Linked DNA regions of Mus musculus: region 1 is linked to region 2. The links are chromatin contacts, called in public HiChIP or PLAC-seq maps. All regions are on one chromosome and are shown on one strand. Each heading gives the region's core, a stretch centred on a gene start, on an enhancer-like site or on the middle of the called end of the contact. The rest is flanking DNA. Distances are from core to core; before and after follow the strand shown.

Region 1 (3,459 bases), core at 45-2,544, 46 kb before region 2:
AGTAACTAAGACACTGACAAAGAAACAAACAGAAATGCTGCAAGTGAAAGGCAATCCAAAAAAAAAAAAAAAAAAAAAAAAAGGCAGTGGAAAGAAAGGAAGCAGGCGTTGGCATGACCAGGCAGAGCACGGTTATGGACATATGGCTCAAGACAGTGATATTCTCAGACATAAAAACAAAACAGCAGGACGGAAACTTCCAAAACCTCTGAAATGCATTCAGGAAACTAAACCTAAGAAAAGAGACTAAAACTAGGAGATAGTCTGACTTCAGAGGCAGTTTAGTCAATGAAATTAGAAAGTTTCAGAGACTGAGAGGAAGAAATGGACACCCAGACACAAGATGCATGTAGAACCCAAATAGTCTTGGTCAGAGAAGAACTCAGTCAAGATGTCAAAAATGAAAAGCAAAGGAAAAGGCTATGGGGGAAGGCAAAGGTAGACCCGTCAGGATAACGTCAGACTCTTGTCAGTAACCATAAAAGCCAGGAGCACTTGGCAGGTCATATTCAAACACAGAAAGTAAATAGCTGCCAGCAAGGAGAACAAACGACAAGAAATGTGGGGACCAGGAGCCCCTGGTCACTGCTGTTGGGATGGTAGACTGCTACAGTCCCCTGCAAACAATGTGGAGGTTTCTCAAAAAACTACAAATAGAACTTCCGTATTACTCAGGTTGTGCGGATCCAGAGGATATATTTAAATGACTCTTCAGTCCTACCACAGAGACACTCGCACACAGTGATTTATTCCTGAAACATTCACAGTAGCTAAGGAAAAAACAGCCGAGATATTCACCAGTAGATGAATGGGTAGAGGAAATACATTACATACACACAGTGGAATTTTTATTCATCTATAAAGAAATGTTAAATGCTATTTCCAAGAAAATGGATGCAACTGAATTTCATTATGAGGCTCAGACAAACACTACAACCTGTTTTCATATGTCGATTCTAGCCGGTGGTTTGGGTATGTTTAAACAAGAAAGGATAAAACAGTTTTTAAAAGAGAGGTATTTGGATACAGACCTATGACATGAAAACAAACGGATTATTAGGAAGGGGATTAGAAGGAAGATGAGGGCGGGATGGAAGAACCATTATTATGAGAAAACTCATTACTCTGTATGCTGATTTTTAAAATTAATCAAATAAATTCTGATGGATGTCTTTTGGCTATCAGTGAAAAGTGAAGCATGGAACTAATATGCAAAAGCAGCTCACTCACAGCCCAGGCTGCAGATGGGTGGAGACTGTAGGGAACTGTAGAGTCAGGAAATAGATTACATACATCCAGCTTCCCTTCCCTTCCCTCCACTCTCACCCATCCCCCACCCCACCCCAAGTCACAGTCACATCCCCTTTAAGGGGAAGTTCCTTTTAAAGCTAAGGTTTAAATTTTAAAGATCAACCTGAGATGTTCTTAAAGAAAATACTTAGGATTAATCATAGTTTACTCCATAAGACAGCTTAGGTGATTCTGGTATAGAAATTCATAGCCTGGGAGCAGATGGCTGTAACCTAGTATTCAGAAGATCATAGGTTCACAGCAGACCCTGAACTACATAGCAGAACTCTCTCAAAAAAAAAAAAAAAAAAAAAGAAGAAGAAGAAGAAGAAAACAAGGAAAGACTTGAGAAGGAAATGCAGAGAGGCGTTAGGAGGGTCATCCTTGGAGTGTACTGTAATGGTGTGCCACAACAATCACCGTATAGTTAGTGACCGAAGATCCAGTTAGGCACTGTCCAGACCACACTAGTCTTAGATGATGGGATAGGAGCTAGAGTCTTCCCATTTCCTAGCTTGGTAGAACCATTTGGAGACTTTTCCCTGGCCTGTGTCTGAGAGCTACTGAGGGGACAGCAGGAAGTCTTAACAACTAATCTTCACTTGAAACAGTAGAACTTGCTCCTGGTAATGTCACCTGGTCCTGCCACCTGCTTCACTGTGGCATCACTTTCTCCCTCAGGTACTTCAAGAGTAAGAGGGTGGTTTCCTAGAAACTGTGTGGAAAAGTGTCCCTGTGATGGTGACTCAGATCCAGCCCCAGAGGGGGAGAAGAAGAACAGATAGCCACTGTTAAAGTGAGATCACTAAGTCTTCATTACTTGAAAATCCACATGTAGTACCTGAGAATTATGCAACGAGCCTACTCTGCTTAAGGTATTCTTTTCCTCAAAGATGCCCTAGTGCCATGACTTCAGAAATGTTTATTACCGTTTTGAAACAGAAGCCATTCTGCATATGCCTTTGAATTCCTGCCGTCTTTCCACTTCTTCCTACTGAAGCAAGGCCGTTCCAGCCCAGTGAGCAACTTGCCCTTTCTGTGTGCTGCACATCTGACTTCCCCTGCAGGTCTAATTCCCCACTGGACAGGAGCATCTTGCATGTGGTTACTCTGTTTCTTCCTCAGTTGACATTTCCTTCATAATCTTCTAGAGACTGTAAAACTTGTCAGATTCAATATAAACTCAAATTTGGTTACTTTTAATAATACAGATTTTTGTCAAATCCAATAAAGGTCAATGGATGTTCTGTAAAAATTATAGTTTTCACCAAAAAGCATTGTTTTTAGTTTGCTTTTTGGTTTGGTGGTGGTGGTGGTGGTTTATTTTGTCTTCTGAGTAAAAAGGTTTCTCTGACGTCCTTATGAAAACATTGCCCTGCTGCCAAGTGTAGTCGTGTTGAGTCATGAGCTTTAAGACGTTCAGTTCAGTGAATGAGCCTGTTACTGCTAGATTGACTTTACAGCTTTACATCTTGTGCAAATCACTAGTGACCGCTTCTGCCTACTTTAATATCAAAGCCTGAAGCTTGTGCAAGTTCTAGGATCTAAACTTACAGGTGAGCTTTTCAAAACAGGTCGGCAGAACTGCAGGAGAAAGTCTCCCTCACTGGACTTGAGTAAGCTGACTGAGCATTCCTTAATTCTTGCTTTCCTGGAATTAAGGCCTCTGGGGCAGCCAAGCCTACAACACTAGATAGGAGTAAGAAGTGGGCACCTGGGTGCTCAGCAAGAAGCAGGTGTGGTTGTTGTTACCCTGTTGTAAGAGCAGCAGGTGAACATGAGTCAGATACAGTTGTTTCTGAAGGCAGGATGCTCTTGAGTTGACAAAGCAGATGAGACAAGTCACGTGCCTGTGGGAAGTATCTATATTTTAGACAAAAACAGCAAGCATCCACACTGTGGTACAGCCTAGCATGTTTCAAGACCAGGGAGGCAGCCATTGAGGTCAGCTGGAGTAGAGGGGTATAGAGAGGGAAATCAGAGCTGAGAAGGCACTAACCACCGTGCACCCTAGAGCTTAGTCCTGCTTTTCCTTTGTTTCTAGTACAGACATTGTTTCAGCCTTGCTAATAAGCTCAGGGCATGGGGAAATAGTGAATATTCTTGATCCAGTTAGCAGCCAGAAAGGAGTACAAGTTAAAATTAGAGTACCATAGCCACGCCTGGTGG
Region 2 (3,047 bases), core at 316-2,815:
ATGCTCACAAGATTTTATACTGTTCCTTCCAAGGTGAATTCTAAAATTACCTGAAATAACTGCCATGTGCACACAGAGGGCGGGGTCAGAATCCACTGCCTTCTATCTCCAGTTTTTAAACCTGACCAATGCTTTATTTTATTTTAGACCCTGCCTCTTACAAGGCACCAATCAACTGTAAGTAGGAAGTTTAGATTCAACCCTGCCATTCAGACTAGACTGTCAAAGGGGAGGGGGAGGGGCGATACCACTAGGAGGTATCAAAGCCCAGCTCCTGCAGCCCCTTTTCAAGGCTCCCAAAACCCTTTAAGAGCATCTTAGGTCTAACCAGTGTTTATAGCTCTGAAAAGAGACCCAGCTTCATTCGGCCTGTATCTCCATCTCTTTGGACTGATTCCTTAGCTCTTACCATCAGAGGGAGTCAAAACTCAGTGAAAATCAGGGTTAACCCCCCACCCCCACCCCCCAGCCCACCCCAGGGAGCTATGCCGCCACGTGCTCGGGTCTGCCAAAAGGTCTCTGCTTGTATTCCACCCCTTAAGAGAAAGTCCCTCCCTGTGTCCTCTTCCTCCTTCCCCTCATCCCTCCTGATGCAGAGGAGCCCTCCACTCCCAGGCAGAGAGAGCATGGCGCGCACACGTGGAGGCACAGCAAGCTTTGAATTCCAAGCAGCTTCCTGAAGTGGGCAGGGAGGAGGGATTTGGGATGCCTCTGTCACGCGTGCAGGAGCCCCGTCCTAGGATCACACCCGGCTCCAGATCCCTTACCCTGGGAAGGGCCGCACGCACGCCTTGGAGCTTCCGAGTGAGGCTTTCTGGCTCCGGCTTCTTGCTGGCAGGAGAGCCTCGGTCCTCCCTTCCTCACCCCGGGCTTCTCCGCGGGCAGGGTGACTTCAGAGCGTCCATGCAGGCAGGCAGGCAGGCAGCCTGGCTAGTGGCCCCACTTCTGCCCTGCCCTGATCTGTCCCAGCCAGGCCATAGCCGGGCTTTCTGACATGCTGGTGCTGGGGACTTCACTTCCTGGTTTGGCTTTTTTTTCCCTCCTCCTTCACAACTGAAAGTGGAACCGCTTTTGACTAGGAGGAGACAGATATCCAAAGCTACCCTAGCCGGTTTTCAAAGCCTTTAACCTCAATCCCCAGGGGCTGAAACACGAGCCACCTTTGCATCAACACAGTCCACCTGCTCCCGCTGGTCCCACTAGCTCTTCTCCAAGATGAAAATCCAAATGAAAACGAGTTGAGGTGGCCCTGGGTTCATTGCCAGAGAAACGGAGGTGACGTTGTTCCCCGCTGCGTTCGCAGGACAGGAAAGTCCAGCTAGAGGGACCTCCGCCCTTAGGTTAGATGCAGCACGACTGTCTCTTTCTCTGTGTAGCTCCTTTCGCCAGTCCCCAGACCTCCCTGATTCAAAAAGCCAGGCACCTCTGCACCTCGCAGAGACAACAGAATAGATAAATAAGCCAGGAACCACGGGGGCAGAGAGCCATTCAGTTGAAGTGGCTCCCTTTCCGCAGACACACCAGCTCAGCTCCGGCTCTCACCCCGCCAAGTTTAAGGATGAAATGTGTTCTGTGACCCCTCTTACACCTCAGCATTATCCGGGTTCACAGTTGTCTTAATCGATCACCCTTTGAGGTTCTGGTCTCCCAGGGACACAAGGAGACCTCGGTCTCAGAATTGGAAGAGAGATGACAGGTTCTGCCCCCTCCCTCTCCCCCACTCCCGCTGCAACCTCACGACACGCAGAATCAAGTAGCATTTTCCCGGCCTTGATCCCTCCAAGGATTGACAGGAAGTTCAAGGTGAAGACTTCACTAGAGTGCTAGCCTACCTTAGGATTCCTTCTTTGTGCAGAGAGCACCCCATACCCACCCACCCCTGCTATAAAGACCAGGAAAAACAAACCGGTGCCACACCTCAGAGACCTGCAGGTCTGACCCCTTGGGAAGGACGGATAGAGGTGCCTCTAGCTTTTGTTTAATTTTGGAGCTCAGCTTCCCAGGAGACTTTTCTCCCCCCCCCCCCCGGCGTCCCCCCCCCCCCCAGGAAAACCTCAGGTGGGAAAGTGCATGCCAAGCCTCAGATGTCTATCTAGGATATCTATCTCTGGTTTCTAAGTCCTGTTTTATCCCATCTCCCATAGCAGGAGCACACCAACTAGTCTAATTGTTGTTTTTGACGTCATGGATCTCTAGAATTAAGTGTCCGTTTCAGCAAGGGCTGGGTCATTCTAAGATCTTGTTGTCTTGTCTTTCCATCCAGTTCCACCGCATGGTAATGACACTCTAAATGTTTCCCACATGGGGAGGATTCTGACATCGCCCAAGATTTCTATACGATGGAGCAGACCGTAGAGACAGACTAGGTCAACTATAGCTCTACCACTAGCTATACTAGTGGGTTAGGCATACTACTCCCCTTATAGGAGATGCTCCTAATGTCACCACATACCCTGCCTTTAGGATGCTTTCCAGACCCTAAGAGTGTCACAACCCGGAAGTCCTTCCTCCCTCCGGAGACATCAACAATTGTTAAGTGGCTCCTCTTAAGAATTTCTGAATGGAAGATGAAAGAAACCTGCATCCTTGCTCCAACTTTACCCTTTACAAAAGGCTTTATACCCTCACATTCTCTTCCAATTCTTTTGATTTTTTTTTCCTCTTCTAAGAGTCAAGTGGCTCAAATGTTTTCCTTTCAAATTGACATCTTTCTTTGCCTCCCACACAAGTGAGCTGAGAGATTATCACCCCTGTTATGAAAGAGCTTTAGTCAGGTTACAGATGAATACACACTCACTTTCTCCCCCGCCATATCTATCTACTCCCTCTAGCCCATAGGCCAGAGAAGGCAGCTTACCTCTTGAGAATGGTCACAGCAGCTAGGTTGAGGAATGGCTTCTCTTGCAGCTAGCTCTCTCTGTTCAGCACCACATGAAGCTGCCTCTGCCTTTCCACGCTCCAGGACGAGGCGCACCTGAAGCCACCGGATCTTGCTCTGAGTGTCCTGCCAGCTGCTCTGGAACCTTTGGACCTGTTTCGATAGAGGT

What was found. HiChIP or PLAC-seq counts read pairs in DNA pulled down with a chosen protein or histone mark.
Region 1: a contact with region 2 is called in an H3K4me3 HiChIP or PLAC-seq map of bone marrow-derived macrophages, with 4 times the contacts expected there. The contact joins the enhancer-like site here to the promoter of Acsl5 in region 2. A contact is called at or near these places in 14 of 39 promoter capture datasets (the 3T3-L1 cell line, 3T3-L1-derived adipocytes, the C10 cell line and 8 more), 3 of 15 datasets of contacts at CTCF or cohesin (CD8 T cells, the NIH/3T3 cell line and stem cell-derived epiblast-like cells), 29 of 484 Hi-C or Micro-C datasets (the AML12 cell line, CD4 T cells, the HPC-5 cell line and 18 more), 12 of 115 datasets of contacts at active chromatin or transcription factors (the 230-238 cell line, the HPC-7 cell line, the SCID.adh cell line and 8 more) and 3 of 9 other capture datasets (adipose tissue, liver and pancreatic islet).

Annotation. Positions count from the first base shown.
Region 1 is chr19:55,297,401-55,300,859 of GRCm38.p6, reverse strand. Zdhhc6 (zinc finger, DHHC domain containing 6) reads left to right here. Exons shown (of 11, transcript NM_025883.4): 11 at 1,972-2,644. The coding sequence ends at 2,075. Among named protein-coding and RNA genes, the nearest start is that of Zdhhc6, 17 kb to the left of the region's middle. Within about 2 kb of position 1,294, at least 26 of the 459 cell types and tissues checked have an H3K27ac peak or open chromatin away from gene starts, as enhancers often do. A contact at or near this core is called in the HPC-7 cell line and bone marrow-derived macrophages, where this site is marked.
Region 2 is chr19:55,251,887-55,254,933 of GRCm38.p6, reverse strand. It overlaps Acsl5 (acyl-CoA synthetase long-chain family member 5), which reads right to left and starts at 1,565. Exons shown (of 22, transcript NM_027976.2): 1 at 768-1,565.